Linked DNA regions of Mus musculus: all the other regions are linked to region 1. Evidence: chromatin contacts called from public HiCAR-type, HiChIP or PLAC-seq and promoter capture Hi-C data. All regions are on one chromosome and are shown on one strand. The core of a region is the stretch at or near the end of the contact, and the rest is flanking DNA. Distances in the headings are between cores, read along the strand shown. Region 1 holds the start of Ppp2r5e (protein phosphatase 2, regulatory subunit B', epsilon). Region 2 overlaps Prkch (protein kinase C, eta). Region 3 has its middle 4.7 kb from the start of Gm8075. Region 4 holds the start of Hif1a (hypoxia inducible factor 1, alpha subunit). Region 5 overlaps Hif1a (hypoxia inducible factor 1, alpha subunit). Region 6 holds the start of Syt16 (synaptotagmin XVI). Region 7 holds the start of 1700086L19Rik (RIKEN cDNA 1700086L19 gene).

Region 1 (3,185 bases), core at 340-2,839:
TTTTTAACTTCCACAAAGAGTAAGATAGCTGCCTTCCCAATGTGTTATGATTAAACAGTCATCTGCATTACCTGGATTCAACTAAAATAGCATAGACTTTGGAGAGGGGAGGACAATATTAAGGTTAATTTGGGATTTTGAGGACTTCGTGATTCTTTCATTAGAAAGTTATTTTCTTTTAACTCTAATTTGGCTTGAAATATAATGTGACATATAAAAAACGGAATAATAAATTATAAATACTATCGAAAATGTCAGACCTCAGCAAGAAGTTCCACATCGCACTGGTATGCTGTAAATTTAGGGACGAATATTACAATTTCATCTGGGAATTATTTAGATTTCACTCTAACCCTAGCAACACAGATTTCTGTAAGCCTCGTTCCCCCCATCCCTCATTCTGTCTCTATTTCTCTTCTCTCATCTCTAACGATGATCTATAGGCAGCTTTCTTTTTCATCATTTGCCTCTTATGCGCGCAGCTCTGAATAAAATGTCAAGGATCTCAACTCAAAGCATTGCAGAAATGATGGTAACAGCGGGGTCCCTGCAAAGCCCAGGGAAACAGGTTTCACCTGGGCCACTGCACCCAAAGCGTTAGCATTCTCTAAAGAGCACACTACTGGGGCTTTTCCAAGGGGGAGGTATGAAAACAGGGAAGTGGCCTGTTTGTCTGCAGGTATGTTCACATAAACCCCAAGCCCTGGAGAAGCTGCGCGGCCACGGAATCTTCCTCCCTGCTCCCCCGCCCCCGCCGGGGGGGGGGCAAGAAAACGCCTCAAAAGAGGGAGGAAAAGGAGCCGGCGAGGCCGAGGAGAAGAGAGGTGCTGGCCTCCAAAGCCTCTGCAGGTAGATCAGACAAGTGGGCCGGGCGCTTGCTCCCGCTCCCCCCACCCCGCCGCACCCCTCAGCTGCCTGGGCCCGGCCTTCCCGAGCCCGCCGCTCCGCGGGTTCCCCGGGAGGCAAGCCGCGGGACCCGAAGCTGAAGTTACCTTGAAGCTCCTGGGAAAGAATCGGAAGATGATCTGTGGCTGCGCGGAGTGGGCTGCGAGCTAGGGGCCGCGGCGGGGGCGGGCGACGGCCCGGGACGCACGGGGGGAGGTCCAGGCAGCGGCGGAGAGCCCCGGGCTACTACGGCCGTCCGGGGCGACGTCCCTCCGGTTCCGCGGTAGCGGCAGTGTTTCTAGGCCTCTCGGCTGGCCCCTAACCTCAGCGCTCCGGCAGTGGCAGCGGCGGCCTCACGAGCCTCCCCCGCGGGCCCGTCCCATCAAATCGGCACCGACCCGGTTGCGGCGCGGCCGGTGGCTCTTCGTTCACATTCCCGGCGGGCGGCGCCTCTGCTCGTTGCACCGGACCCGGCGGCGGTGGTGGCGGCGGCGGCGGCGGCGGCGACGCGGGGAGGGGGAGGAGGGAGGAAGCCTGGATTTGCAGCGGCAGCAAGCGCGGGAGTCGGGAGGAAGAGTTGGAGCCGCCTGAGCCGCCGCTGCCAGAGCCGCCGTTCGCTACCCGCGCAGGGTCCCCGTCAATGCCCCTTTCTCTCTCCTATTGTCAATATCACCGGGCGGCTGAGTCCATGGCACAGGCGCAACCGAACCTCCTGGCTAGCAGAGCCCGCCTCCGACGCCCGCCCACTGGAGACTTCAAACGGGAAGCGAGACTTCATTGGCCGGCGCGCGCCTTCACTCCCAGGCCAGCACGTTCGGCTGAGAGCTGGTCGGGGATTGGCGGCGCGGGGGGGCGGGGAAACAGGAGGGTGTGAAGGGACGGGGCCCTCGATTGGGCGAGGCGCGGGGGACCCGGATGCTACCGTGAGCTCGGGCGACCGGGCCGCCGTTTCCGCCAGGGCGCCTGAAGTGGGGGTACTGCGGCGTCTGCTAGGCCTGAGGAGAGCTCGGCGGGCGCGCCCGAGACTGGAGCTTCCGCCAGGCGGAACCCTGTGGACCGCGAGCGTCTTCACCCGGGTATCCGAAGGCCACAGGGCGGCCGTCCTGGTGCCTCACGGTTCAGCCCGCAAGCCCCACTCCGCACGGAACCCACGGCCCCCTGAGCCCTGTGTAAACGCGGCCATGGAAGCCGGCAGAAAAATACCCCAGTGGCTGTCCTTCGCTCAACTCGTGGGAGGCCTGGCCACCGGTTGGACTCTCACCTGGTCCCCCCAAAAGCCAGTTCTGAATATCAGCTCTCTGATGCCCCTGCCAGGCTCGGCGGGGGCCCGCGCTCCGGGAGTTAATGCAGATGGCAACTCTGCAGTCTCCCATTCAGAATACCCGCATTCGCCCTTTCAGGACTCCGAAATACCCAGCCCCCAACTCGACAGATTTTAATTGATAGTTTGAGTCTGAGTTTAAACAGAAGACTTACCTCTATCTAGAACGAGGACGAAAATACATACATGTTTTTGCATCATTGGTGAACCCTAGGCCAAATGGTACGTTTCCAAAGAATATTCTTAGACCATCAATCAATTTGAATGCAGGCTACGTACAATAGTTAAAAGAAGAAAAAAATACTAACTACAAAGATCAAACTACCAGCTGCTCAAAATTTGGAAATCTGGGAGGGGAAATACAGGAGAAATAATATTATAATCCATAAACCCAAAATAACCAGTCATTTTGATGTAGTTTTAGTATTATATTTCATATATGTATATACACACAAGTATATATATATATATGTATATATATATGTATGTATACATACATACACACATGTATGTATATTCTTTTTCAAACTCAAAATGCTTCATCCTGTAGCCGAGTTTTTCCTCTCAGTATCATGTCATGTTCTGTACAGTTAAGGAATATACATTTATAAAGCTCTCTGTATCATACCCACAAGTGCTAACCATGCGTTTGCGTTTCTGGTTTGTTGCAAATTTCTATCCTGTTGGGTAGAAAAATAATTCTGTACTATGAAAGAGAATGTTACTGCCCTGAACTGAAATGGGAAAGATGGCTTATACGAAAGCAGACCCCAGAAGACTGGCTGCTGACTGACTGACTGAGTGGCCATTTTTACCCTAATAAAGTTCATTGCCCCATGCTGCAGAATTATATGGAATTCCAGTCTGGTTCCTGGCTTCAAGTAACTTATATTTCCATACTTCAGTCTTTAGAAATGTTTAATATCCTAGCCAAGCAGAGCATGTTTCTTCAACGTCTGATTGGTAAATGCAAAATTAA
Region 2 (3,185 bases), core at 460-2,959, 1.9 Mb before region 1:
CAGTGTAAAAGTAAGGAGTGCTGGCTTCCTCCTTCTCTCTGTGACAGCATTGTACTATAAGCCTTTGAAGTTCTGTGGGCTTATAATCTGACCTGGGGCTGATGGTTTACATATTAATACCTGAGTTGTGTTATTTAAGCATCACTGGTTGGGCTGGAGTACATGTAAAGAGAAGTGTGTCAGATCCCTATAATAATATAGATTAAATTAGAAGTTACATCTAAAGATCTACTGTGCTAGTTGTTGGCTACTTGTTGCTGAGTATGCTTTTAAGAGGCATTTGAAAGAGGGCTTTGAAAATGGGTTCTCTGAGAGAGAGAGAGAGAGAGAGAGAGAGAGAGAGAGAGAGAGAGAAAGAGAGAGAGAGAGCACAGGTGGGAGGAGGTATAGCTGAATGACCAGAAGAGAAGGTTTGGGTTCTAAGTGAGAACTGGCTCTCATCAGAAGTAGGGAGCAGTTGAGCTGTCACATTAGCAGGAGCTGCGTGGGTTGTCTGCAAGAGTCCTGTGGTGTGACTGAAGAAGCTGGTAGGGCAAAGAGCGAGAGCTGAAGCTTTGATGGTGGCTGGCACCTCACCAACTGCACACGGTGCTGTTTGGAGCTCTTGCCTTTTCAAAGGCTCTGAGTGGGGTAAAGGCCAGCACCTGTTTTGTTAGGGGTTGTGGAGCTATTGGCCCGGAGTCATTTTCCATGAGTATGTGATTATCTGGGGTGCACCTGAAGCCTTATGAGACACACACTAGGATGACAACTTTCGTTGGCTGTCTGGGACAGTCAAACTGTCTGTCAGCAAAAGGGACCAAATTCTAGCAAGGCGTAGTAACTCATGCCTCTAATTCCAGCACCAAGGGTCGATCTACATAGTGAGGCCCAGAGCAGCCTGGGGTAAGAAGAAAACCAGCACAAACAGCCCATCTCTCTGGCCCTGTGGCACCGTTTTTCATTCACCTGAAGCAGCAGCAAGCTTAAGTGAAGCAGCAGCTTTGCCTGAGGTGTTGCTTGCTACTGGTCTCAGGCTCTCACGGGGAGTGAGCCACTTCCGTTTTCCTGTATTTCCGGCTAGGGTACAGATCCACACATAGGGATCACCTGTAGCCCTCTGTTCCCGGGTGCCCCAGAGCAGCAGACCTGCAGTGACTTGACTCCTTCAACTTTTGGTTTTATTGCCACAGGGCTTTTCTAAAAGGCCTTTGTCGTTTGCATCTCTCTATACCAGTCGATTTCCCATGAAGCTAATGGAGCTTAAGCATCAGGGCCTCTCTCTGCTTCACGCGGTGTCCGTTTTCATAAAGAAAGCTTCCCAAAGGACAAACGCAATCCCCATAACGTCTAGGTTGTTCTGTGTCTCCAAAGACGGAGTGGCTCCATCGAAGAGACATTTATTGCACAAGGCTTCAGCCGGGCCTTCTGTCAGCAGGACCCACTTCAAGAAACATGATAGTAATTTATGTCTGCCGATTAAACCTGGGAGCTGTCATTGTCCCGGGAGCTTCACAGATAACAAGAAATGTAGCTTGCTTTGCTCCCTTCTCCAAATGTCATTAACCCTGACCTTCAAACACTTCAAAGTTTGCTATTTTTTTTCTTCCCTATAAAACAGTTAGAACCACAGCCCTACCGGATGTTCTTTGTGGGCTAGGAGTACCACCCAACCACAGCAGTACCCGGAAAGAAGGTGCATAAACCCTTCAGAAACCCATTTCCACCTTGTTTGAACAGTGACCAAGCTGCAGCCTGGAGACTGCTGCCTTTATTTAATGGCAAGAGGGAGTGCAGTCAGTTAGCATGATCCTTTGTTATCTAACCGCCCCGTGATGGTCTCTGTGATGAGCATCTTCATCTCTGTATCGTGTCTTGCTGCCAAGGCAACTGTTACGTGTGATTTAGATGAGTCTATCCTCTCGAGCCACGGTGAAGAGAGTCAAAATCTATTATTCGAAGCCTGCTATTCTTTCATGCTCTAGCATTTCTGCCTCTGCACTAATCAGAAGCAGGGAAAATGCCAGGACTTGTTCTAAATGCGAGTTTAATCTTGTGAGATCACACTGCCAGCTGCCCGTATCGTTCTTCTGTCACAGTCGTTAGGCTACCGATGTTCCCTGCAAGCACGTTTGTGAACCTGGATTCTCTTCTCTTCCCTCCAGTATGTAAGATGAATGTACATATTCGGTGTCAGGCGAACGTGGCCCCAAACTGCGGGGTGAATGCCGTGGAGCTTGCCAAGACCCTGGCAGGGATGGGTCTCCAACCCGGAAATATTTCTCCAACCTCGGTGAGCCCTTTGCCTCTGGCTGTGTATTGTAGGTTGCAAGTTATTCCGGTGCAATGAGCTCAAATGAGAGTCTAGGGGGACATAATCTCAGCAAATCCAGTGAACAAGTCTGCTGTGCTTTAAAAAAGGCATTTTATCTCCCCAACTAGAGTCTACACAGTTAGGGCTCAAAACAGTGAGCATGCATGTATATCATGAAGCAAGAGAACGGACTCACCCCCCACCTCCCCTTAAAATCAGCTTCCTATCAATCTGGTCTGGCAAGAATCTCAGAATCCAGATGCCTAGGGTACGCCCCTGGCTGGTGTCCAATCGGGACAGCTGGTCAGAAGCCACCGGCCTCTGCTTCCTTATCTCTAAATGGGGTTGAAGGTGCCAGTGCCTGGGGTTCTCCACTTCCCTAGACTGCAGCACGTGTCCAGGGTTGTGAGTTCATCTCCTGCTTTCTGCAGCAGACAGCTCCTTCCTCGGGACGCTTGGGAATGGGTGGAGTGGTTTTCTTGCCCTGGCTGTGTTTTGTCCTGCAACCTCCCCAAGTGACATCCAGCTGATGCTGTCCATCAGAGCCTTAGCTGCTGCTTCCTAGTTCTTAGTGTTGTCTTTCTGGCCCACATCCTTGGTTGGAGGCTGGGAAGCAGCCATGTCTGGATGGCTGTGAGATCTGGAGCCAGGCTATGTGACAGTCCCAGAATGGGCAGTGCCTCCTTCTCTGTAACATCAAGTGTCTTTAGTGTTATGGTATTCAATACTGGGGGAAACATCTACCTGCTGACAGCACATCATTAAAAAGATAGAATTATAAGTAATCAAAGAGAAAAGTGGGTTAAAAAAAAGATTAGGGGACTCTAGCTTTGAGGTTTTAGCTCTAACCAAGAGTGCAGGTTAAGGAAGTAAGATTCAAGCTGGGACCACT
Region 3 (3,185 bases), core at 231-2,730, 1.8 Mb before region 1:
TGAAGAGAAAAATAGAACGACTTGTAAACCTCTAACTCTCATTACAAATTTCAGTTATTCTTTTAGCATGACTAAGGAATTAATTTTATAAGTAGGGTGTTTTTTAGAAGTTTCATTTCTTTTTTTAAAAAAAAAAAGTGTGTGTGTGTGTATACCATATCTCCCTCGGGTGTAAAAGTCAGAGGGCATCTTTCAGGGATCTGTTGTCTCCTTATACCATGTGGACAACAGTATCGAACTCAGGTCTTCAGGATTGAAAACAAGCACCTTTACCCAATGAGTCTTCTTGACATCTCCCAAAGTAGGGCCTCTTAGCTTAGGATTTCTCTGGCTGAAGATACCAAAAGCATCAATCAAGGACAGGAGAGGGAGGGAGGGAAAGAAGGAGAGGGAGAGAGAGAGGAGAAAGAGAGATGAAAGAGGTCATTTTCCACTTTATAGTAGAGTAGTGTAGAGTCCAAGTAATGTGTCTAAGAGCAGGCCCCTATCTCTTGCTTTATTCCCAGAATCCTCCACTCCCATTAGCTTTTTATTTTGCTAGGAAATAATAATGTACCTAGAACCAGGAACTGTGGTGTAGCCTACTTGTCTAGCATGAACAAAGACCTTGGGTTCGATCCCTAGCACTGTATAAAACTGGCTGTTAAAATGCATGCCTAGAATCCCAGCCCTGCAGGAGTGGAGGCAGGATGGTCAGAAGTTCAAGAGCATCTTTGACCACATAGTCAGCTCAAGGCTAACCTGGGCTACTTGAGACCATGTCTCAAAAACAAAAGCATCTTAGAACTGCTTTTATGAGTCTGTTTTTTTTTTTCAATGTTCATTTTTTATGGGGTAGGGCATCATTGAACGGGAAAAATCTGGCATTTGTCCTTGCTCCCCTGCACATTTCTCACTGTCTTCCATGAGGTTTTCCATTCTAAATGAAAACCACTATCCTACAGAGACAGCATACTCTCTGCACGGAGACACACAGATACCTAGATAAAACACAGGCACTTCCAAACCAGTGCCATAGCTCCGAGAAGGTCAGGTATAGGTCACAGCAGCTTTCTGTGTCAGTCAAGAGTCAAGGCAGAGTAGGAACATAAAAAGCATCTTAGTGACACGTGGGGCTTGCTCCTTTCTCAGCCAACCCTCCTGTTAGGGGAATCTGCGAAAGCCTGTGTTTCCCAGCTGACTTAATGCCACATACCGCTTCCTTATGACTCTTGTGGCCTGCCCAACAACCCCCTGGCCCTGGCTGATGACATGCAGAGGCTCAGAAAGAGATGAACTCCTGCTTCCAAGAGGGATCTAAAGGCATGCTGGGAACATTGTGTCTGGAATCCTGTGCTCAGCTGCTCAGGAATGCTGGTTTGGGCAACTTTCTGGTTTGACTTACAGGAAGGGCCGATGGGGACCAGCAGGAATGTTGTAACAGCTCACATCACCTTGGAAAAATACTCTTCAGTGCAGCCCGGCATTGTAAGTCCAGGAAGCAGCTGCTGATGAATCAGCAGCCTCCTCTTTCTTGTGGCTTCAGGAAGTGTGTCCACCGCCTCACCCATCTCCTCTCCAGGGAGAGTTCCCTGTGCCAGCCACGTACAGGCTTTACTGGAAGGGATGCAGAGAGGACTCCTTGCAGATATTCTAAGTACACAAGGGAGTAGATAAGGGCTGGGGAGGAGGGGCCTCTAGGCCCCAGGCTCTACCTGGGGCTCTTGGAAATATTTTCCAGCTTTTAGTATAGAAAATCATGTGGCTGGTAACTCTCTTGTCTGGAGTTCAAAACAGTAAAAGTAGGTGGAAATCTCCACGGATGGGACGGCAACGTCGGCGCTTGGTTCACTGCGACTCCACCCTGTACCTGCAGAGCCAGAAAGATCTGAGGAGCTTGTAGGTTAATCTCGTGATGAGGCAGCCGTTTGTGCTCCCCTGGAACTGCTGGTCTGCTCTACCTGTCCTGCTGCAGTCTGAACAGGGGACATAAAGACAAAGAGTGCGAGCTGAGGGACTGACTCTGACTTCCTCATAATGCCAACTCCAAAGAAGTCCCTGCAAGCGCTAACTTTGGCCTCGGTTATGGGCCAGAGCCCACGTTTTATATATGTTATGAGGAAACATCTAAGAAGTCCAAGGTCTGAGGAGAGAGATGGAACAAACCTCGGAGGCTTAAAAGTTTTTCAGACTGCTCCCCTCATAGAGTAGGAAGCAAAGAGCCCATGAGGCAAGTGACTTGGCAGGGGTGCATGCGCAGAGACGATGCCGCTGCCTTCCCGAGTCTCCCTCTGATTTCCTGGCTCAGCTCGTGGAGCTTAGGAGAAAGTCGGGATTCTGTCAAGTCCACAGCCTGACTGGGAGAGGGGGTTTCTCAAACCTTAGATGCCAACCCAATTGCTTGGCGGGGTAGGCAAGCACAGATTTGAGGAGACAGAGAACCCCTGAAAAGACGACACCAGTGTCTCCTTAACCAGCTGTTCTCAACCTGTGGATTGTGACCCCTTTGGGGTCGACCGATCCTTTTGCAGGGGTCACCTAAGACCACCAGAAAACACAGATATTATGATTCTTAAGAGTAGCAAAATGACAGATATGAAGTATCAGTAAAGATACTTTTATGGCTGGGGCTCATCACGGCAGGAGGAACTGTATTAAAGGGTCACAGAGTTAGGAAGGTTGAGAACCACTGCCCTTAACCTTTTCCTCTCCCCAGCCTGCCTGTGCTCACTACACATCCTCATCCACTTTTGGTTGTTGAGATGTGGCCCACCCGGCATCCCTCATCAGCCATACCTAGAAACATTAGACATGTAAACTGTCAGACTCCATTCCAACCTACTCAGGTGGTGTCTCCCGACTGGGACCAGCCAATCTGTGTTTGCCTACCCCGCCAAGCAATTGGGTTGGCAGCTAAAGTTTGAGAAACCCCTTCTCCCAGTCAGGCTGTGGACTTGACAGAATCTTGACTTTCTCCTAAGCTCCACTAACTGAGCCAGGAAATCAGAGGGACAAGTCACTTGCCTCATGGGCTCTTTGCTTCCTACTCTATGAGGGGAGCAGTCTAAAAAACATTGTTAAGCCTCCGAGGTTGGTTAGCCCTAGTCTGAAGGCTTCATGTAGCTCAGGCTGCCTAATTGTTCTCCTTGCTGATTATGCTCAACTACACAGGTTGATCTGGGCTGGGCTCCTCCAGATCAGATACT
Region 4 (3,185 bases), core at 176-2,675, 1.7 Mb before region 1:
TTATATAGTCCTAACTTCTTTTTTGAAGCCAGGGCCTTGTGCATGCTAGACCACTCCTCTACTACCGAGCTAAATCTCCAGCTGTAATCATATCTTTATGAGTATTGAGTTGCTTCATGCATTGTTTATTGTCTTATTAGACCTGGACATTATGTGTATTTCTAGAGGGCATTGTTTTTGGATTTGAATGCAATTTAAATGTACCATAGATATCTACATTATTATACAACCCAAAGTTAGATTGTAACAATGTACTAACAAGGCAAAGAAGAGATACTAAACAGTCTAGTGTCAGGTCAGTTTCAGAGACCCCAGATTCAGACTCAGTTGTGTCTATAACACGTGTGTGTGTGTGTGTGTGTGTGTGTGTGTGTGTGTGTACACACACGGGCACGAAGTGTTCCTTTGTTGGGCTTGGAATACTTTTAAAACAAACACACACCATACCCACAGACCTAACATTTATGCTTCCAAAGACCGACTAAAAATGATGGCTTTAATCCATAGCTCCCAGCATAGCCGGTGAGCAGTCCTGTCAAGGTCTGTAGGTTGAAGGACTTGTTCTTCTTTCAGTCTAAACAGTGAACTAAACTCAGTCTGAAACAATTCTTGCACCTTTTCTGCATCCATTTAAGATGATCTTTGTCAGTTTTTAAAGCAACATGAAAGCAAAATAAGTCTATTCAATGCCTTTTCCTGTCTTGTCAAATTCAGGCTTGTGCTCTCACTTATTGAAGCTGTTGTTTATTTGTAAATGCTTAAGATAGTTTATTTTTAAATGGCCCTGCAACTTCCCTCCCCTTGAGAGGTTTGGCAAGACGGATTTGTTTTATATTTTTATCTGCATTTGCTCAGTAGTCAAACTTTGGCCCAGAAAATCTTAATCACTTGGAGACTTCCCTTGTTGTGTAGCAAAGAGCGGAGACTGGAGACTGAGTGGTGTCGGTCACCTGGGAAGGAGGGACCCCACTCTAACATCAGGGGGGCTGGCTGCCAGAACGCAAAGTTGGCTTTTTTTTTTTCAACTGGAAACTCGGGCGGGATGGGCGGCGACCGGGTCCAGCCACGCAGCTAAGGAGTAAGCGAGCCTCAGAGAACTCTATAGAGAGCCGGGGCGGTGCGAGCCAGGCTCGGACCCAAGCTTGGCAGCCCACTCGCTCCAGCAGCGCCTCCCAAAGCCAGACGCAGCTTTCCATTGAAGGTGCAGAGACCCCCCCACCCCCAGACCTGGGCTCAGCCGCACCCGTCGCTCGCCCCTTTTTCTTCCCTCCCTAGCTGCACACAGACAAGCACGTGAGCGGGGCAGCTCGTCCCAGCTGGGGCTCAGCTGACCTCCTCCTGATTGGCTGAGAGCAACGTGGGCTGGGGTGGGGCCTGGCCGCCTGCGTCCTTCACCATTGGCTCTCCGGGAACCCGCCTCCGCTCAGGTGAGGCGGGCCCGCGGGCGCGCGCGTTGGGTGCTGAGCGGGCGCGCGCACCCCTCGGCTTTTCCCTCCCCTCGCCGCGCGCCCGAGCGCGCCTCCGCCCTTGCCCGCCCCCTGCCGCTGCTTCAGCGCCTCAGTGCACAGAGCCTCCTCGGCTGAGGGGACGCGAGGACTGTCCTCGCCGCCGTCGCGGGCAGTGTCTAGCCAGGCCTTGACAAGCTAGCCGGAGGAGCGCCTAGGAACCCGAGCCGGAGCTCAGCGAGCGCAGCCTGCAGCTCCCGCCTCGCCGTCCCGGGGGGCGTCCCGCCTCCCACCCCGCCTCTGGACTTGTCTCTTTCTCCGCGCGCGCGGACAGAGCCGGCGTTTAGGCCCGAGCGAGCCCGGGGGCCGCCGGCCGGGAAGACAACGCGGGCACCGATTCGCCATGGAGGGCGCCGGCGGCGAGAACGAGAAGAAAAAGTAAGCCGGGCCGCCGCGTTCCGTGGACTGGCTTTTTTTTTTTTTTTTTTTTTGTCTCCGCTCCCCTTCCGTCCCCCCCAGCCTCACGCGCCGGGCTCCCCCGCGGTCCACGTCGCCATCTTGGCGCTGGGGGTGGGAGTCGCGGGCCCTGCGCTCGGCGGGGCTGGGGTCTCCGCCCCGGACACCCGCCCCGCGCCGTCGCAGCCCAGCCTGCCCCGCGCGCCCATCCGGCCGAGCCGGCCAGGGCCGAGTACGCCTCTAGCTCCCGCGCCTTCCCTCCCCGTCCTCCGCGTTAGCCGCGAGCAGCGGGCCCCGGGCGGACCCTGTGCGCGCTGCCAGCTTCCTGGGGTCGAGGCCCTCCGAGGCCGACCCGGGGCTCCCCCGAGCCGCCTCGCTGCGCCGCGGCCGCCGTTGCCTTTGTAGGTTAGGGAGTTTCTTCTGGGGGCCCGAAGACGCTAACTTTCTAGTTTGCACGTGCGGGTTTGGTTGTAATCTGGAAAAACTTGCCTCCATCAGAGTAACGGGAATTTAGGAAAATGGCATCATTGTAAACAACTTCCAATTTCTACAAACTTGTGTTTGCATCACCTGTCAGGAGAGCCCAGACGTTATGTATCAATATGTGGCTGCCTCGTTCACTCCTGAAAATAACTTACGGATAGTTTTGGTTAAATTTAGGCCGGTAATTTCATGGAGTGGGGGCTATATATGATGAAAGCCGTCGGTTAAAATACTGAAAATTTATTGGAACACCTGAAAAGAATTGTTTCCAAAAACCATACATCTGAAGTGTGAAATCTTCCATGAGAATTCAGTGTAAGTTTATGAAACATCTTGTGGTTTGAGTCTAAGGAGAACATTTTAGAATTGAGTACAGCTAGTGGTGGTAAGATCGACCCCTGCCGCCAGCACACAATTTTGTCTACTTCGATATTTTAACCTTGAGAAAATCAGTTTAAGGAGTTGAAGGTTTGTAGTAAGAGCTGTGGTTACAAGGCTGGCTTAATTTGCTGTTAAGTCCTTCTAGTCTTCTGGAAGAGATTAATTCCCCTTATCCATATCAGCAGAAGAGATAAACTTACTCATTTTCCTGCTGTTCTGGACACCCCTTCCTTGTCTTGGTCTTTATTCCATAAAAGGTCCAGGTCTTAGTTTGTGTGCACCCAAAGGAAGCACTTTGGAAATGTTTTAAAGTGTTCATGCAAGTCTAGACTTAACTCCACGAGTTACCAGAATTAGTTGCAATTAATTTTGCAGAACTGACTACAATGCTTTTGATGAAATGATGGGCTGCTATTCTCT
Region 5 (3,185 bases), core at 209-2,708, 1.7 Mb before region 1:
TTCAAATTCACATCCTCATGGCAGCTCACAATGGTCTGTTACTCCAAGATCTGACACACTCCCATAGACATGCAAGCAAAATTCTGCACATAAAATAAAAGTAAATTTTTTTAAAAAGTTGCAAGAGAGTTCTGTGAAGTACTTGTTGAATTACAGAGACTTAACAGTTAATTTTTTTAAAATAGTAATTTATAAACAGAGTATACTGGTCTCTCTTTCTTAATTCCCTCTGTCAGGACCTAGTCTCTGTTCTTTGAAAGCAGTCTTATTAAGTCTTGACTACTTTGCATTGTATTGCTATTGACCCTACTGTATTATGTATTACATGCTTAATAGCATTGCATCTAATTATTGATCTCTGCATCACTCTAAGTATACACACTCGGTTCTAAATAATGGATATTTTGTGTTTGTTTGTTTTTTCCCTAATACTTCCATTTTATATACCTTAAAATGTATCCATTTGATAAATGTCCATGATTTTTTTAGATATTCATAGAAATGGCCTAACCACCATCATACCTCTAATTTTATTTTTTAAAATTGTCTTGTTTTATTGTATGTTTGTTTGTTTTGAGACAGGGTTTCACTATGTAACCCTGGCTGGCTTAGGACTCCAAGTAGACCAAGTTGTTCTTGAACTCATAGAGGGCTACCTACCTCTGCCTCCCAAATGCTGGGATTAGAGGCATGTACCATTACACTCAGCCATTTTAGAAAATGTCATTGCCTCAAAAAAGAAGTTCTATATCTATCTAATCCACTTTCTCTGAGCATTTCAAATAAGTAAAACATTTGTTTTGAACCAGACTAAGCAATAAAAAAGGAAATCAAGATGTTGTTTCAGAGTCATCTAAATGTAATCTAATTTTTTAGTTATGAGGTTTGACATTAAGATTAAATTAGACGTGAATTGATTTTCCTCTGCTTTATTTCTGTGGCTTTTTTGTTGTTGTTCTGGGTGTCAAAGCCAGGCCTACATGTATGTACTAAGGGAGTCCTCGTCCATTGAGCTACATTCCCAGTCCCTATTCCTGTGACTTTAAATTGTAAACAGGTCTCATATGTAGCTCAGGTCGGCCATCTCCATCCTCCTCCTTCAGCCTCCCTAGTGCTGAGAGTATTGGTATGTACCATCATGGCTGATTTCTGTAACTTCTGATAGAACATTCTGTCTGGCTTTCATACTCAGATGCTATTTACTTACAAAAGGTAAGTTGGCATTTTTAAAGTTCTGTAAACACGTTGCTGCTTATTCAAAATTGAGTTATCACAGTTGGTAAAAGACATGAAGTATTTACACAAGTTCTTTTGAAGGGGACATACTTGTATACTGACAGACATTTATAGGGTACACTTACACCATTTTCTTATTTTCTTTACTTGGACCAAACTCACCAGCACAGATGAATAATTAATCCTGTGAAGTGTGGACTCTCCTCCCACAGTCCAGGGAGTCACTGCCGTCTTACACACACTCTCCCTGGATGGAGCTGTCAGACCTACTGACATGCTGGAGTAGGTGAAGAGGGAGCAAATCATGGTTGTGTTAATGCTGAGAGCCTTGCTTTGATGCTCTCATCCTAACAAATTTCTATGTTTAGCTGTGACTTAAAACTCGGTTTCTTGCTTTCGTTAGGCCCAGTGAGAAAAGGGAAAGAACTAAACACACAGCGGAGCTTTTTTCTCAGAATGAAGTGCACCCTAACAAGCCGGGGGAGGACGATGAACATCAAGTCAGCAACGTGGAAGGTACGCAAGCTGAGCGTGCACTTGATTATAGATAAATAAACCTATACACATACATGCTAGTATCAAGAGCTTTCACTAGGAGTGCTGAAAGTCAGCTGACCCTAGCACTTGGGAAGCAGAAGATCATCTGCTACAGATTTGAAGGCAGCCTTGTCCTCACAGCAAGTTCCAGGCCAGCCAGGGGAACACAAGCCTTACCTCAGAAAACAAAACAAACAAAAGAGTTTTGCTTAGAGTTATGAGGGGAATGGAGAAAGTGCTTAGTAATTAAGAGCACTTGCTTGCCAAGTACCTGGCTTTGGTGCTCAGCACCCATGTGTCAGTTCACTGTCACCTGTAACTCCAGTTCCAGGAAATCATCCAGTATCCTCTCCTGACCTCATCAGGCACCAGGTACACACACAGTGCACACACATACATGCAGATAGAGCACTTACCCACATAAAATAAAAATCAATTTCAAAATAGACTTACGAGGGAAAAGTATAATTATTCCCTTTTGCATATTTGCATTTATATTCAGTATATGTAATCTCCATTAAAGACAGTATAATAATCTGACAGTTTGAGATATATAAACACAAATTATTGGAAATACGATATTTCTTTTTTTTAAAAAAATATATACATACATTTATTTATTTATTTATATGTGAGTACACTGTAGCTGTCTCCAAATGCACCAGTAGAGGGCGTCAGATCTCATTACGGGTGGTTGTGAGCCACCATGTGGTTGCTGGAAATTGAACTCAACGACCTTTGGAAGAGCAGTCGGTGCTCTTACCCACTGAGCCATCTCTCCAGCCCACAATATTTCTATACTAAGCTAACTTATCAGTTGGCTTTGCCAACTAGTATTTAAATCCTAATATAAGTATAATTTTCTATCTCAGTTTCCTTTTTTTGTTCAGTGTTGAACCATAGTCACCAGAGCAAAATCAACTATAATGACCAGATTAGTGAAGAAGGAAAGATAGTCTAGACTTAATACAAGACTTAAATATTTTTCATTGTGTGTGTGTGTGTGTGTGTGTGTGCACGTGTGTGTTTTAGTGTTTTAGTTGGTTGCATGTAAGCATACCATGTGTTTACAGAGGCCAAAAGAAGGCATTTGATCCATATTCTGGATTATAAGTGATCCCTAGTTTCTATTTTATGTGCATGAATGTTTTGCCTCCATGTATATCAGGGCATGCATGCCTGGTGCCTGAAGAAATGAGAAGGTGTCAGATCCTCTGGAAATAGGGTTACAAATGGTTGTAAGCTGCCTTGTGAGTGCTAGGAATCAGATCTAGGTCCTCTGGGAAAAGCAGTCAGTAAGCTTAACCACTGTCTCATCTCTAGCACCCTACCTTCACAATGTTGTGGGGTTGTTTTGTTTTGTTTTGTTTTGTTTTAGAATACCTCATTATCTCATAATGTCTTAACTGCTA
Region 6 (3,185 bases), core at 413-2,912, 1.6 Mb before region 1:
TCTTATAGAACAATCATTTATCTCATGACAATAAACCTCATATCAAGTCCGCCCTCCTGAATCTCCCTTCATTTAGTGCCAAGCCTTCTGAGACTGTTGTCACACGTAGGACCTCCAATCTTTAAGTCCACTAGTTTCTTAGCCCTTTCTAGGTGTCGTCTGGTTCTACTGCCCACATGTCACTCATGAAACCCAGGCTTTGGGTCATCATTATCCCTCTTATAATTTAGAAAAACACTTTAATGACTAAAGAGCTTCACCAATGTTCTGCCCCTTGGAGCCAAACCCACCTCTCTACCTTGATGATCAAAATAGCTTAAGATGAAGATTTTCGAGCTTCAGACAGGTTCACAGTTCTTGAGGCGTTTTTAATGCTCTTCTTGTGTCTCTTTGTTTGGGGACCTACCATCACCACCGAGGGTTGTTAGAACTAAAACATGAACCTGGTGTCTATGCTTGAGAATCACATGTGCCGTAAACAGATTAAAATGAAAGCCGCAGCCAGCAGAATGTGGATGCGGTTCACCCTCATCGTGCTGACTCCCTCACCTACATCCTGTGGACTGATCAGAGAGGACCCTTTTGTTGTTTTCCGGTATTTTCCTTTGCCCACCTGGTCAGACGGCAACTGTTTCTGATTCTGCTTTGCACCTGAATTCTGTTGGTGCCCAGCGATGCCTGAGATGACGCCCACTGGCATCCTTACTGTTTGGGTTAAATGAGTGGCCTCAAGCCGACCAAAGGCATCGTGCCTGCACAAACAACAACGAAAAACAAAAACCCAATGCCTTCCCGTGCTTAGGCTTTGAGTTTGAGCCACTTGATGCTTCCCCATGTGGTGGTGGTTTCTCATTTGCTACTGGTCCCTAAATATAGCAAGGATCTTTCAGTAATTGGTTTATAGCATTCAACAAGATGTACTGCGAACAAACGCCCACAGGTGGACTCATTTCAAAGTCCTTTTAACCGCGATGGTCCTTGAGGCAATACTGATTGCTTTTCTCGTGGAGCTGGTCCTTTAATACAAGTCATCGGAGCCGCCTGTGGTCTGGCTCGCAATTATCCACTCGTTAGTCACCCATCCTGTTCACATCTAATTAGTTAATTGGCCATTTATTCACTAACTCATTAATTCACGCAGGTTTCCAGTTAGAGTCCTCCATTAAGTCGCTTAATAGAGATCTGATAGCCTACTACACACAAGGCTCTATTTTCACCTTGGAGACAAAACAAGAGGATGAGAGGAGTCTTGGTCCTCACACACAGGAGGCACCTGTGTGATCCTTGCTTCTCTCTCCCCCACCTGCTCCCTGCTTTGCTCCTTTGAGCTAGGGCTCAGGGTCGACATTGCTGGAAAGAAGCACCAGGCCCGGATGAATTGAAAAAAGCAAGGCAGGATACCAAGTGTTTGTTCAGCGGGAGAATAGAGCGGGCAAGAAACCTGGAGAGGAGCGGGCCAGGTTGCTAGCTGCTTTGTCTTAGGGAGGGATGATGCTACGGGCTGGGCAGGGCAGGTTCGGTGGCGGTCGGCTCCGCTAGGGTGTGGGGACGCTGGCGGGGGCGACCCAGCTGGCAGCCACCACGGGGCTCGGGGCGGCGCGACGGGGGCGCGCGGCGGGAGCGTCTGTGCGCGTCGCGGCCCTCGAGCGCGCGGGGCCTGTCGAGAACGCGCGCGGCCGGGCGCGGCGTGGGTACCCCAGCCGCGGGCGGCCGCCCTGCAACCCCCCGACGCGACCATGGCGACTGACAGTAAGTGCGGGGTTCCCCGGGGGCGGGGGCAAGGCATCCGGGGTGGCAAGTTCTCCTCCCGCGCGCGCCTGCCTTTGTGCCCAGCTCGCGGGGGCAGCGACCGGGTACCCCATCTCCGGAGCCCGCCCTTGTTACCGTGCCCATCACCTGCTATGGCTGACAGGACTGGATAGGGTTGGGGATCCGAGGACCTCTCAGGAGGGATGCAGCACCCGACTGGAGGGGACACTTGATGCTTGAAGGCAGCAGGGCTGGGCCTCGCAGCCCTTTGGGGACTGCCTCCAGGCCCACAGCCAGTTTTTAGGGAGCCCAGTATTGGGGCGCTGTGAGTTCAAGGTTTTCCTGGAGTTCTGGGTCAGATTGGCACGCCCTCTTCCTGGTGGGTGGCCCCACTGGGCTCTGTTCTGGGGCTCTGAAGCCACAGACCTTGCCTGGCTGCCATGGAGAGTGAATGAAAGGGGCGTGCAGAGAAGGAAGGTTGACACCGAAGACTGGAAGAGTTGCAAGGCTTCAGGCTGGCCTGCTGTTGGCATCTTGGAGTCTTTGCTGCTGTTTTTGGAAATTAGGGTTACCGCTAAGAAAACTGGTTACATGTAGCTGTAGCTTGACCTGTTAGTGGAACCTCAAAAGGAGTGCAGAGTAAAATAAGTCACAACACTTGTCTTAGACTTAGCATCTAAAGTCCTCAGCAAAAGTCATGGCACACAGTAGGGACTTCATTCACTGAATGTACCATGTGATTACAGACAATAATAAGGCAATTTTGAGAGATGAGAGGGGACAAAATAGGTGTTGAGGGTCAAAATTTCATTATTTTTTCCTTCAAACTTATCATTATTCAGTCAAGAACACAGCTTGCATACAGTACAGAGGATGCACAGTTTCGAGTTAAAAGCTATGATGACATTTTTATATCCCAAGTCCCTCAGTAGTGGGATTGTGGCCCTGTTCCCAACCTTAAAACTGTGGCTGTTGGATTTAAAGGCTCAAGTCAGTAATCCCAGGACTTGAGCGGCTGAGGCAGGAGGATATCAAGTTACAAACCCTGTTTCAAAAAAAGTATATGTATGTGTAGATTATGTGTATACACATGCGTAGTGAGCCTGCCATACCCGGGAAAGTGATGGGTATCTATCTCATAAGTAGTAGGCATGCAAGAGAAATGGACATGTGTGTGGTTGCTCACTCATCTCCCATTCGCCATCATTTCGTTTGTGTGGCGACACCAATGGACCCTCTCTGCTTTCTGTAGATCAGGGGGTGGCACAAAATTAACTACTAGAGACAACCCTTTTTGCTCTCAGCTCTGCTTCTATGGACAAAAGTATACACATTAGGTAGGTCTAGGGGGAAGAAGCTATACATTTAGATTTTTATTAACAAAGAAACAATTGCACTTGCCCTTATTTGTGTAAATGGTAACTAAAGAGTTCCAG
Region 7 (3,185 bases), core at 423-2,922, 1.3 Mb before region 1:
AGGGCTAGAGAAGGAAAGAGATGGCAGCCCCATTTTAGTCTCTTGCTGCCCATAGTGAAGTAGCAATGTGACATACTGCTGGTTGTCTGGAGGATCACAACTGTTCTCAAAGTTCCCCCTTAGACGCATAACAGTAACTTTGTGATTATTACCTCCTTAGCCTACCTTGGCTATTTATTACTTCCTTATACATCTCCAGATTACCTCATGATCGTCTCAAACCTCAGGGCAAATACGCTTCCAGAGATTAAAGTTTGACAAAGGCATGAAGTAGGTACTGGAGACCTCTGAACTGTGGGATCATACTGTACCCCGCTAGCCTTGAAGATGGCTGCCCCCACCCCCACCCCTTAGTACTTAACCCAGTGCTATGCAGCAGCAGCCTGGCTTGGATCTAAACACAGTATTTCTTTCTAAGTGAGTCCCAGGGGTGCTGATTTCCATCCTGGCCCTGGCCCTGGCCCAACTCTCTAGGGAGCCAGGGAAATTCTGTACTCCTTTCTTAGGAGAAATTTATCATCAAGGGAGCATGCTAAGCAGAATTTCTTTACTAGGTATTTTGGTTTCCTTTCTTGAATTTGCTCATTGGCTTCTCAGATGTTCCCACTTTGAGGTTCTTGCAGTCTTCTTTTTTTTCTTTCCCCTCAATAAAATAAAACCATTTCACAACAGCCACGGTGAGGATGAGAAGCAATGGTCAAGAATACAAACAAAAACTGAATCAAAATAAGCTCTATCAAGAAATTGGAGAAGCTGCAAACCTTTGTGGAAACTACATTAAAGCAACAATGACTGAAACATATGTAGTTTCCCCAGTATCCTTTGTGGAAAGTACCCTTTTGAGGTGCATTTAAAAAGATAGATTTTATTTGCCTTTTGAGAACTTAATACAGGTATGCAATGTGTTTCGACCATATTCATTTCCCACTCCCGGGACCACTATCCCTGGAAACCCCTACATCTTTCTTCCAACTTCATGTCATTTGTGTGATTATTTTTTATAGAACATTTCATATTAATTGAAGGGTTTATTCTTCTCTCATTTAGATGAAGTCTAATGGTATAGAGGCAGAACACTAGACCATGGGAACACCCCATGGAAACACTCCCCCTCGTCTACCCGGTGCCATCCTCCCGTTTTTAGGAGGTAGCCATATAGGGTGCCCAAAGGAATTAGACTCAGGATTGAGTTTCATGGATTAATATTTCCCTCTTTCAAGTCTGTCAATTGCTCAAACCTGCTTGTAGTAACAGGAACACAGTGGGACACAGTCCCGGAGCCAAAGGATCCCTCACACCTTTAAATGCAGTTCCACCTCTGTCCCCATTCAACTTCCATGGGGACACCAATCCAGCCTCCAGTGAGTGACCGTTTTCTGGGACGCGAGACTCCTCTTAACGCTCAGGCCCGCGACGCTCCCGCTCCCGTGTCGCCAGCTCTCCTGGACCAAGTCAGTGTGACCCGTGGCTGGACCCCTCGTTCTCAGCCTTCCTTCCCGGTAGAGCTCCCAGTCTGGCTCTCAGTAGCCCCCTCTGGCGCCCGAGACCTTCAGGAAAGTTGCTTCGGGCGGTGGAGGGGCGTCATCGCCTCCTAGCAACGCTCCTAGCAACCGGATAACATCTGCTCCCTTTGGTCCAATGCGCGCCTAGAAAAGCCGCGCGCCCGCCTCGCGTTCTGAGCCGGAGCGAGAGGCGCTTCAGAGAAGGAGGGACCGACCTGCAGGAGCCGGCCGCCCCGCCGAGCTGCAGTCGCTGCCGCCGCCGCTGTCGCTGTCGCTGTCAGAACCCGTCCGAAGAGTGACACCTTCGCGAAAAAACAGGAGCTGTGAAACATTTGCACACGCAGTCTTCGGGTAAGTGGACCCCTCTCAAGGTTTGCCAGGACCCCTCCAGCCAGGCATCTGACCCGAGGCCCAGAGAAGACGCGTTCCCTACGGCTGGAGGTTAGGGACTTGGCCTCGGATCCCACCCTGCCCCCAGCCACTGAAAAGTGACTAGCCACTGGTCCCGAATAACTTGATTTGATTTTTTAAATGCCAGGATTGGATATTGAGACTCCCCCTCTGTTCGCTACTGTCTGTTAGTGCTTAGAAGTTTTCCACCTTCCTTGATTTTGCTTTGCCTGGCTGCCCGAGGCTGGAGAGCTGGAGGCAGCTCCCAAAGGCAGCCCGTGGTTATGGATAAAACGACACGAAGTAGGCTCCACGAAATTCAGTCAACACGGGCTTCTGTTTTAGGTCCTCATCTGGAAAGGGTCCAGCTGGCCAGGAGCAGTGGTTCACTGGTCCTCAGCCTCCTGAGCAGTAACCATAGTAACTCACCTCTCTAGATGGGATCGTCCTTATTGGATGCCCGTCTTCCCTTGGAAAGCCCGTCTCTCTAAATATAGAAGATGATGAGATCCGTGAGCACACAGCCATGCAGACTAGGTGTGGTTAAACGGAACCCTTTGCTGAGAACTATCTTCAAACGTGGAGCAGCTACTTCAGACCTTGCCAGAAAGAGTCAGTATGTCAGAGAAAGAACAAGTTATGGTGTTTTGAGTTAATTGCTTTGTTATTTTGGAGGGTGATGCAGCCTAAAATTATACAAGAGCTGGCTGTGATTTTTTTTTTAATCACATTTCCCCAAAATAACCGCTCGAGTAAATCACTGACAAGATGAACTATTGTGCACTTTTCAGATCTCTTAGGGGGAGTTGACGTCGCTCCTACTTAAACTTAAGTGATCCTGAGTTTGAAGGTTTATCTTTCTTTCTAAACCATGTCCCAGATCGGCCCCACCTCAAACGTCTCAGTGCCGCCCCCCATCCCCACCCCACCCGCCTTCTCCTGCCCTGATAACTTATTCATGTCCCTGCATCCCTGATTCTTTAGAGGTGTCTTATGCCAGTATGTCTCCTTGTTTCAAGATCCCAGGTCCCCATTCATGAGCCCGAGGCTGTGAGACATGCTCCATGTGCCAAGGGGAGTTCTCACCACATCTTCCGAGGCTGTCCTAGACATACACTCTTCGGTCTGAGTCAGCATTACCAGGTAATCACCCTCCGAAGAGAAATTACTGTTTAAATATGTATCCAGAGAAATAAACGCTAATGTAGCAGCCCGGCAACTTACAGGATCAATAGAAGGGGCTGTTTGTATGGGCGGTTGCTGGGGAGAAGTCAATAAAGGTTTTCTGTAAAA

What was found. Promoter capture Hi-C pulls out the DNA fragments that hold promoters and counts their contacts. HiCAR-type assays count read pairs that join an accessible place to other places. HiChIP or PLAC-seq counts read pairs in DNA pulled down with a chosen protein or histone mark.
Region 2: a promoter capture Hi-C map of hippocampal neurons shows a contact between it and region 1, with 6 times the contacts expected there. The contact joins the enhancer-like site here to the promoter of Ppp2r5e in region 1. A contact is called at or near these places in 3 of 39 promoter capture datasets (the 3T3-L1 cell line, hippocampal neurons and liver) and 3 of 115 datasets of contacts at active chromatin or transcription factors (astrocytes, epiblast stem cells and stem cell-derived neural progenitor cells).
Region 3: a contact with region 1 is called in a HiCAR-type map of astrocytes, with 4 times the contacts expected there. The contact joins the enhancer-like site here to the promoter of Ppp2r5e in region 1. A contact is called at or near these places in 3 of 39 promoter capture datasets (the 3T3-L1 cell line, hippocampal neurons and liver), 2 of 115 datasets of contacts at active chromatin or transcription factors (astrocytes and stem cell-derived neural progenitor cells) and 1 of 9 other capture datasets (embryonic stem cells).
Region 4: a contact with region 1 is called in a promoter capture Hi-C map of liver, with 4 times the contacts expected there. The contact joins the promoter of Hif1a here to the promoter of Ppp2r5e in region 1. A contact is called at or near these places in 10 of 39 promoter capture datasets (the 3T3-L1 cell line, the C10 cell line, cranial neural crest and 5 more), 3 of 115 datasets of contacts at active chromatin or transcription factors (astrocytes, embryonic forebrain and extraembryonic endoderm stem cells) and 1 of 9 other capture datasets (macrophages).
Region 5: a promoter capture Hi-C map of liver shows a contact between it and region 1, with 3 times the contacts expected there. The contact joins the enhancer-like site here to the promoter of Ppp2r5e in region 1. A contact is called at or near these places in 3 of 39 promoter capture datasets (embryonic stem cells, hippocampal neurons and liver), 5 of 115 datasets of contacts at active chromatin or transcription factors (astrocytes, embryonic forebrain, embryonic hindbrain and 2 more) and 1 of 9 other capture datasets (embryonic stem cells).
Region 6: an H3K4me3 HiChIP or PLAC-seq map of forebrain shows a contact between it and region 1, with 7 times the contacts expected there. The contact joins the promoter of Syt16 here to the promoter of Ppp2r5e in region 1. A contact is called at or near these places in 4 of 39 promoter capture datasets (cranial neural crest, hippocampal neurons, second pharyngeal arch cranial neural crest and 1 more) and 2 of 115 datasets of contacts at active chromatin or transcription factors (astrocytes and forebrain).
Region 7: a contact with region 1 is called in a HiCAR-type map of astrocytes, with 5 times the contacts expected there. The contact joins the promoter of 1700086L19Rik here to the promoter of Ppp2r5e in region 1. A contact is called at or near these places in 4 of 39 promoter capture datasets (the 3T3-L1 cell line, cranial neural crest, hippocampal neurons and 1 more) and 3 of 115 datasets of contacts at active chromatin or transcription factors (astrocytes, embryonic forebrain and stem cell-derived neural progenitor cells).

Annotation. Positions count from the first base shown.
Region 1 is chr12:75,594,643-75,597,827 of GRCm38.p6, forward strand. Ppp2r5e (protein phosphatase 2, regulatory subunit B', epsilon) reads right to left here and starts at 1,590. Exons shown (of 14, transcript NM_012024.3): 1 at 993-1,590.
Region 2 is chr12:73,698,037-73,701,221 of GRCm38.p6, forward strand. It overlaps Prkch (protein kinase C, eta), which reads left to right. Exons shown (of 14, transcript NM_008856.4): 6 at 1-10; 7 at 2,145-2,272. Among named protein-coding and RNA genes, the nearest start is that of Gm34189, 83 kb to the right of the region's middle. Within about 2 kb of position 1,710, at least 52 of the 459 cell types and tissues checked have an H3K27ac peak or open chromatin away from gene starts, as enhancers often do. A contact at or near this core is called in hippocampal neurons, where this site is marked.
Region 3 is chr12:73,789,386-73,792,570 of GRCm38.p6, forward strand. No RefSeq gene overlaps it. Among named protein-coding and RNA genes, the nearest start is that of Gm8075, 4.7 kb to the right of the region's middle. Within about 2 kb of position 1,481, at least 107 of the 459 cell types and tissues checked have an H3K27ac peak or open chromatin away from gene starts, as enhancers often do. A contact at or near this core is called in astrocytes, where this site is marked.
Region 4 is chr12:73,906,442-73,909,626 of GRCm38.p6, forward strand. It overlaps Hif1a (hypoxia inducible factor 1, alpha subunit), which reads left to right and starts at 1,426. Exons shown (of 15, transcript NM_010431.2): 1 at 1,426-1,883. The coding sequence starts at 1,849.
Region 5 is chr12:73,929,018-73,932,202 of GRCm38.p6, forward strand. Hif1a (hypoxia inducible factor 1, alpha subunit) reads left to right here. Exons shown (of 15, transcript NM_010431.2): 5 at 1,640-1,752. Among named protein-coding and RNA genes, the nearest start is that of Gm15283, 22 kb to the right of the region's middle. Within about 2 kb of position 1,459, at least 3 of the 459 cell types and tissues checked have an H3K27ac peak or open chromatin away from gene starts, as enhancers often do. A contact at or near this core is called in liver, where this site is marked.
Region 6 is chr12:73,996,115-73,999,299 of GRCm38.p6, forward strand. It overlaps Syt16 (synaptotagmin XVI), which reads left to right and starts at 1,663. Exons shown (of 8, transcript NM_001364282.1): 1 at 1,663-1,749.
Region 7 is chr12:74,282,604-74,285,788 of GRCm38.p6, forward strand. 1700086L19Rik (RIKEN cDNA 1700086L19 gene) reads left to right here and starts at 1,673. Exons shown (of 4, transcript NR_030735.1): 1 at 1,673-1,853; 2 at 2,912-3,035.